2 separate regions of the Sus scrofa genome follow, and region 1 is linked to region 2. The links are chromatin contacts, called in public HiChIP or PLAC-seq maps. All regions are on one chromosome and are shown on one strand. The core of a region is the stretch at or near the end of the contact, and the rest is flanking DNA. Distances in the headings are between cores, read along the strand shown.

Evidence for each region. HiChIP or PLAC-seq counts read pairs in DNA pulled down with a chosen protein or histone mark.
Region 1: a contact with region 2 is called in an H3K27ac HiChIP or PLAC-seq map of skeletal muscle, with 4 times the contacts expected there. The contact joins two enhancer-like sites. A contact is called at or near these places in 1 of 47 Hi-C or Micro-C datasets (skeletal muscle) and 1 of 2 datasets of contacts at active chromatin or transcription factors (skeletal muscle).

The regions. Positions count from the first base shown.
Region 1 is chr4:81,822,680-81,826,531 of Sscrofa11.1, forward strand. All of the region lies in intron 11 of NME7 (nucleoside diphosphate kinase 7), which reads left to right. Among named protein-coding and RNA genes, the nearest start is that of ATP1B1, 110 kb to the right of the region's middle. Within about 2 kb of position 1,867, at least 7 of the 83 cell types and tissues checked have an H3K27ac peak or open chromatin away from gene starts, as enhancers often do. A contact at or near this core is called in skeletal muscle, where this site is marked.
Region 2 is chr4:81,652,601-81,656,360 of Sscrofa11.1, forward strand. The region is part of intron 1 of NME7 (nucleoside diphosphate kinase 7); the gene reads left to right. Among named protein-coding and RNA genes, the nearest start is that of NME7, 15 kb to the left of the region's middle. Within about 2 kb of position 2,216, at least 3 of the 83 cell types and tissues checked have an H3K27ac peak or open chromatin away from gene starts, as enhancers often do. A contact at or near this core is called in skeletal muscle, where this site is marked.

The DNA of each region.
Region 1 (3,852 bases), core at 617-3,116, 170 kb after region 2:
TCATTTTCTTCAGATTCGCAGAAGAGAAATTAAGAGTAACATGAAAAATAGAAATATGATTGTTAGAGTATTTCAAGGGAAGACTCTTAGTAAATATAGCTCATTTAATTAAGCCTTTGGATAACATCAATAGCAAAATGCCATCCATGTATCATATATAATTTACTTACAGAAGTCCAAATTGGTACTTCATTACATGAGTTATGTGTGCTTAGTAGCACTTGTGCTTGGACGTCTCAGATTAAGGAGGTCTAACCTGCCCCAAACTCCCTGCCCTGTGTAGCTGCAATGCCCTGACATTCTCAATTGCTTATCCTACCCTGTTTTCTTTTATGTTTTTCTATAATAAGTATTAGCTTCTAAACACAGTGTATCATTTATTATTGAACACATTTATTTTTTGTTTTCACCCACTAGCACATAAACCCCAGGAAGGAAGGGATTTTTGTTTTCTCACTGATACATCGGGAAGGGTACTCATTATACATTTTTTTTTTTTTTGAAAAATGAATGTTAGTGGAGGGAAAATATTAATTACATTTCCATTTTCTATTGCTTAAATACATATTTAGTGTACTTTTATTATGGCCTCTGTATCCAGTCATTCATCCAGAAACTGGATATGCTTTATCCTAGATTCCTTTCACAGTCAATTTTCTAGTGCCCATTTTATAGTCGAAAAATGAAATTAAGGCTCAGAGAGGCTTATTTTAAAACTTAAAAAAATCCATTAATTTTTTTTCCCCCAAAGAACATATCCCTATTAAAAATTAATGTCAGGATTTGAACTCTGTTTTGCCTGGTTCCATCTTAAATTTTTTTTTTATGATTCAAAATCTCAATAACATCATTTCTCCAAATTATAATTGAATATGGCGCAAGAAACTTTTTGAATGTCCACAAAGCACCTAAGAGAATAATTCTCTTGCTGGGTCAGTCTCTGGCCCTTTCAGGATAGTTTCTGTCTGTGACAATGGTACCAATAGATATTTTAAATATGAGAGTGGTGTCATTCTAAACATCTATCTCAAAATTAGCTTTATGACATTCCAATTATTTCCATAACCCATCATGAAACTATCATTTGTAAAATTTTTAACTTTTTTGAAGACACTTTCCTGTGTATTATTTTAGGCTTGGCACTTTTCCTGACTTTCTTCTCAGTGTTTTGAATTTTTTTTCTTAGGAAGGTTTTTGGCTTTCTTGCTCCTCAGGCCCTAGCATCTTCTGTTGCGGTGAAGTCTTGTGTCTTTTGCTCTATACCCACCCCCAGCTTCTTGTCCCTTGTCCTTTACTCCATATGTGCCACCTTAGTCCCCACAGGGATTGGGAAATTTTGATAACTATCTTTTTTTGTTTCATTATGAACCATGAACTTTTTCTTCTTTCTTTTATGTAATTTTGGCATTTAGCTGGTTTCCATTTCCCCCTTCCTCACATCGGCATCCTTGGCCTCACCCTTTTCCAGTACTTTTTTTCTGAATGTTTCCCACGAAGAGTTTTTCCTTTGAGTCTCTTGTTTCCCTGCCATTTCCTTTCCTTTTTTTTTTTCAAAAAATATTCTTGTATTGATTCCTTTATCTCCCTTTGGCTGCATTAACTGTTTTCTATGACATAATACTGTTTCCATTAAGCTCTCATAGCTTAACATTTTACCTCTTTTTTCTTTCCATTTTCTTTTCATTCATAGAGAAGATCACTTGTTTTGTTTTTCTTCAAAAATAACCATGTTCCAATAAGACATGTCCACATCACAGTCAGAAGGAAGGGCTAGAGTTTTCCCAAAGCAGTGCACACTGGAGATGGGGCATCGCCACTAGCTGGAGCTGCTAGCTTTCCAAAATCCCAAGAGGTCGCAGCACCATGTGCCAGGCCTTATCTTCCTAATGCACATGTGCTGCTTGTCAGTTTCAAATGTCAGCTGCTAGTGGTATTACTTAGAGACAGTAGGCTTTGTGTCAGGATGGAAAGAAAAAAAAAAATTAAACCTTGAGTCCCTGGGAAATTACCATTTTTGGACACCTAAGAGCCTGCCACCTTACCAGTCTCTTATTGGTAAAAGCCACTGACACCGGTGCCAAGTTTGAGCACAGGATCAGTTACACTTGGCATGAATTGTACTGAGCCATGGTGTTCTCAGGATGTCGTTAGAAAGGCATTTTATTTATATCTCAGGGAGACTGTCCTAGCACTTGCAAGGCCAAAGAGAAGGACTTCAGGGACCCTTAAAAAAAAGTGCAGAAAAGTGAATGGGTAGCACAAAATTAATTACCCATTCACTTTTGAATATTGATTTTTGATTGGTGACATTAGATAGCAAAACAATAATCATTGCTCCTCTGTACTAAGTGTAGGCATGATCTTTTTGAAAGCACTTAATTAAAATATAAATAACTCATAATATATATATATAATTCTATATATATATATATATATATATATATATATATAATTCTGTACTTTACTATGAAATCCTTTCAGTAATGCTTCAAGACAAGGTTTCCATATACTCTAAGTAAAACCCAAATTTGAGACATTTAATGTAAAAAGTAAAATATATATGATATGGATTTTTAAAAAAGCTTGTTCTCAGAGAAGATTGTACATTTCAGAATTAGCCAATGTTATCTCTCAAGATTCCTCGCTCCATTATCTTCTGAAGCTTTGCCGCCTAACTGATATGCTATTTTCAAGTTGCTATGAGTTGTTTTCTCTCTTTGTCCTGTCTAATACATTCAGTAGACATTTGGTCTCTACCAAAAGGTCCTTGATATTTGCAAGACTATTCGGTCCTGGCCAAAATATCCATAAGGCATTTGGGCCATGCCAAAATGTCCTTGGTATTTGTCCCTTTCAAAATGATTTGGCGTGAACCAGATGCACTCTTGAACATTTTGGATAGAACCAGATTTCAAGGACCTTTTCCTGTGGAACAGATGTCTTAAGAAGCAGATTCTTGTGGACGTTTGGACAAGACCATATGACTGCTAACCATTTCTCTCCTGACTCTACTCATTCCTCAGAGCACCAGTTATATCATAGTTACAAAACCGCTAGAGAGTAAATTTATCCGGAGGAGGGTTGAGTATACCATATTTACTTTTTCCTTCTTTTTCATGTACTGTTTTTCCTTTAAGACACCACAAATTGCCCCAACCTTGAGTAACTTTTGCCATCCTTTGAACTCCTCTCACTCATCGTCCATACGTCTTATCTGGAAGTAGATATGTGTGCTCCTTGTATAATTTTCTTTTATGAATGTTCCTCACCCCCTGGTTTAGATACTAATTAGGAGACCTGTCTTATACCTTTTCAGTATCTCCAGTATCCCCAAAATGATCTAACACTGTTCTTTCTCAACTTTCATGTACACAGAAAACCCCTCGAGATCTTATTGAAGATTGTGATTCAGTCAGCATAGGGTAGGGCCTGAAATTCTGCATTTATGACATTCTCAAGTTATGTGATACAGTTGGTCTGCAGGTGATACATCAAGTGTCCTGTCTGTGGCAGACTTTCAACAAATGTTTGCCGATGCTATTTGTTTCATAAAAGAACAAAAGATTTGCATTTTGTTGAATGCTTCATTTGTCTGCAATATGAAAACAGCACTGAGACGTGAAGATAGATTTAAGTCAATTTCTGTGAATAACTGAAGGTGTGGAATGTCTGTTTTTTGTTTTTTCCTGGTTTATCTATATGATCAATAGGACTGGATTTTAGCTCACTCATTTTAATAGATACCAGATTGGATGAGAGTATATGTGAATACCTTCTATGCCTGGATTTACTAGGCTTGGGCTTAAAAGTACAGGCCTTTATAACACATTTTCAATCATCTGAGTTATCCAG
Region 2 (3,760 bases), core at 966-3,465:
GGGCTCCATGGCTTTCAAGGTCCTGCATTGGGAATTTACTTCTGTGATCTGCCTTCTGGCTTCAGAGAGAGGACTCAGTAATGTGCCCAGGGAAGTGAGCTCCTGGAAGAGCAGAATTTATTTGTTATGCTCCTTTGTATTCCCAGACCAAGCCCATGGAGGCCCTCTGAAACATTGTACTTAGGCCTTCCTAATTAATATACTGAGCTGTCATGAGACTGTTCCTGTGTGTTACAGCTAAATTGTCACTTATACAAAGAATAAATTTGTAATGTTAAAGGGAAGATTAAGCCAAAAGAAGCTTAATTTTGGAGAATTTGCAAGGGTAAATTATTGAAATTTGACGACATTAATTCAAGGGTAAGAAAAAAAGATTAAACACACACACATACTGGATTAATCCCATCCTTTTTTTTTTTTTTTTAAATGTCATGAGGAAGATATTCTTGAAATATTTTAACAGGATTTAAAAAATTATTTTTATAAATTGTTGAAAACCCTGTTATGTAATGTATTAGATGTTAAAAAGCAAGTGAACAGAACTCACTGTATTAGTCTTCTTTCATAAGAACTGCTGTTTGAACCCAATAATTTCTTTAGTGGCTAAAAAAATGCTTTAAACTTGCTTGGAATTGGTTAGGGCAGGGATCAAAAAAAATTCAGTTTAAGTCCTTTTTTTATGCAAGGGATAGAGAGAAATGAAATTGTTGTCTTTTCATTAAAACATTTCTTAAAGCCCTGTTGACTGGAGAGGAATATATGAAAAACCAAATTAACTTCTTTATAAATCAGAACGAGAAACCCGTTTTTCTTAATAACTAATATAGTCATTTATTTTATGCCTACTGTAAGTTCTTTTCATATAAGGAAACCATCTCAGGTTGAAAAGACACCCAACGTCAGGGAGTTCCCATTGTAGCTCAGTGGTTAACGAATCCAACTAGGAATCATGGGGTCGCGGGTTCCGACCCTGACCTTGCTCAGCGCGTTGGGGATCTGGCATTGCCGTGAGTTGTGATGTAAGTCACAGATGCAGCTCGGATCTGGCATTGCTGTGGCTGTGGTGTAGGCCAGCGGCTACAGCTCTAATTAGTCCTCTAGCCTGGGAACCTCCATATGCTGTGGATGCGGCCCTAGAAAAGACGCACACACACAAAAAAAATAAAAATAAAAGACACCCAAGGTTATACTGCTGTTAACTGACAGGGTTCTGATTTGAATCTGTTTAGCCTGAAATCCCAGGCTCTTTCTAGCCTACTGAAATTGGGGCCAAGATATTTACTATTTTTTTAAATTTTTAGGAGTAAATTTCTAATTTTTTTTTTTTGTAGTCAGAAGTGAAGACTGTTTACTTCCTTTTGTAAACTCAATTTATAGAGCATATGAGTGATACAAATTTTATTCAAAAAGTCATAATTCATATTTTGACACTGAACTAGGCCCTCTGCAGAATTACCATGATTTAATACATAATTACAGGGCTATGGTTGAGAGGTGTTTGTTAAATGGTTGTGTGGCCTGGATATGCTGAAACCCACATTGAACACTAGGTGGCAGTCCTTCATTGCTGGACACGTTCTTTCAGGCACCATCTCCTTTATGAATATTATTAGTTGCTTATTAATTTTAATCATATTGATGTGGCATATGAATGCTCTTCATCTAGAAAGGACATAGTATCACAGATTATTTCTCATGAAGATGAAGACACATACTTTTCCGTTTCATAAATTAGGAAACTGAAGCCTAGATAATGAAAATGGCCCCCTTTGGGATTAAACTTGAAAATGGTTTTGCAGAATATATTACTCCACCAAAATATCCTTTATTTTATTTAAAGGAAACCTAAAACTACTAAATTAAGATAACCCAGGAGTCACATGAAATAATATAGGTCAAAGTTTTCAAAAGGTAGAATAGATTATTCTAATATACAGCTTTTCAGATAGACTGTGTGATAATCAGTACTTCTAACACTTGATGATATAGTCACGGCTTTATCCACTTTTACAGAAGTACATTCATGCCTACAGCCCCTTGAATCTGCATCTTTTGAGCGTGCACATAGTATTTTCTCCAATGACTGATTCTCAAAGAGTACTCATTCCTTTTCACCTGAGGCTAATGCTAAGAATCAGTAGCCAACCGTAGTTAATGCTGAATACTAATAATAGCAAAGTATCCAGAACTGTGTGTATATTTAGCATCTACAGCATTCAGTATTTGAAGCAGAGGAAAAATGGAACCACTTTGGTTTGCAACTAGGGCCCTACATGCTGCTGTGCATGTTGCACGACACAACTGCAAGTGAACTGCAGATATGCTTATTTATCACATATATATATTTTAATATATGACAGAAAATGTTACAAGGAAAGTCCAACTTTTTTTGATTTGCACAAAAGTACCAGGTCTGCTAAGGAACAGGCTTCTCAGATTTTGACTCACTGGTACTGACACTCAGTACCATTGGCATTTTCCCCAGTGGGAAAAGAGAGAAGAGCACAAGAGAGAGGTGATATAAAAATAACATTCTAAGATGCGTCTAAATTGCTAAAAATGTCAGGGTGGATTTAGGGCCCCACAGTGGAGGTAGACTGCCTCCCCACCATATCTGCTTCTCTACCACTACCTTCAGATCGTATCAGCTATTTTTTTTTTCTTGAATTCATAAGTTCCCCCTCCCCTTTAAAGCTTTATATGTTTTGTCTCTGAAATATTCACCCCAGATTTCTTTGTGACTGACTTCTACTTATTTTGGTTTTACCTTAAATAACATCTCTTCCCAGAGGGCTTTACACTCTATTCTAGTTGAAGGAAGCTCTCTGTCCCTAATCATTAACACATTTACTTATGCATTGTATTGTCTTTATAACATTTATTATTACAGGAATTATACTTTTTTTTTTATGGCTACACCCATGGCATATGGAAGTTCCCAGGCCAGGGATTGAGTCTGAGCCTCAGTGGAGACTACATTGCCTTTGGCACACTGCGCTGGGCAGGGGATTGAAACCAAGCCGCAGGGTGATCTGAGCCACTGCAGTTGAATTCTTAACCCACTGCACCACAGTGTGAACTCCAAAGAATTATACCATTTTTTTAAAGTGCTAGGAGGAGACACAGAAAGTCGTAAGTGAGCTCAGTGTCAACAGGGCCTTGTCTGTTTTGAATATCCTCAGTGTCTGCTGTGGTGCCTGGCAAAGAGAAGGAACTCAATATTTGTTGAAAGAATGGAGAAATAAATAAATTCAGCTTTTTAGGCATTAATAAATTTTTATTTGATACTGGCCACTGGATAAGTTCTGCTTTTTAAGTTTATTTATTCATTCAACAAATATTTAATAATACCATAAATATTTAAATAAATTATTTAAATAAATTGTTTAAAGAAATATTTAACAATAATATGCTATGCATATACCTGGTCCCTTGGGGTATATCCTTGAACAAAACAGACACTAATCCCTGCCCTATCAGGTCTTACATACTCTTGAGGGAGTTATACAGTAAATAATTAGCATATTATTATAATATGCATAATATTTGAAAGTGTTAAATGCTGTAGGGGAAAAATGAGCATGGTGATGAACACTGGAGATGCTCGTAATAGTGGTGGATGTAATTTAGAGGGACATGGCCAGAGTTGGTAGGGAAGATAATAATGAGACTATTTTTCACTTGAGAGTGAGAAAGGATGAGCCATGCAGATGTTGGAGAAAAAGTATTCCAGGAAATAGGCAGCCAGTGGAGAGGCTCT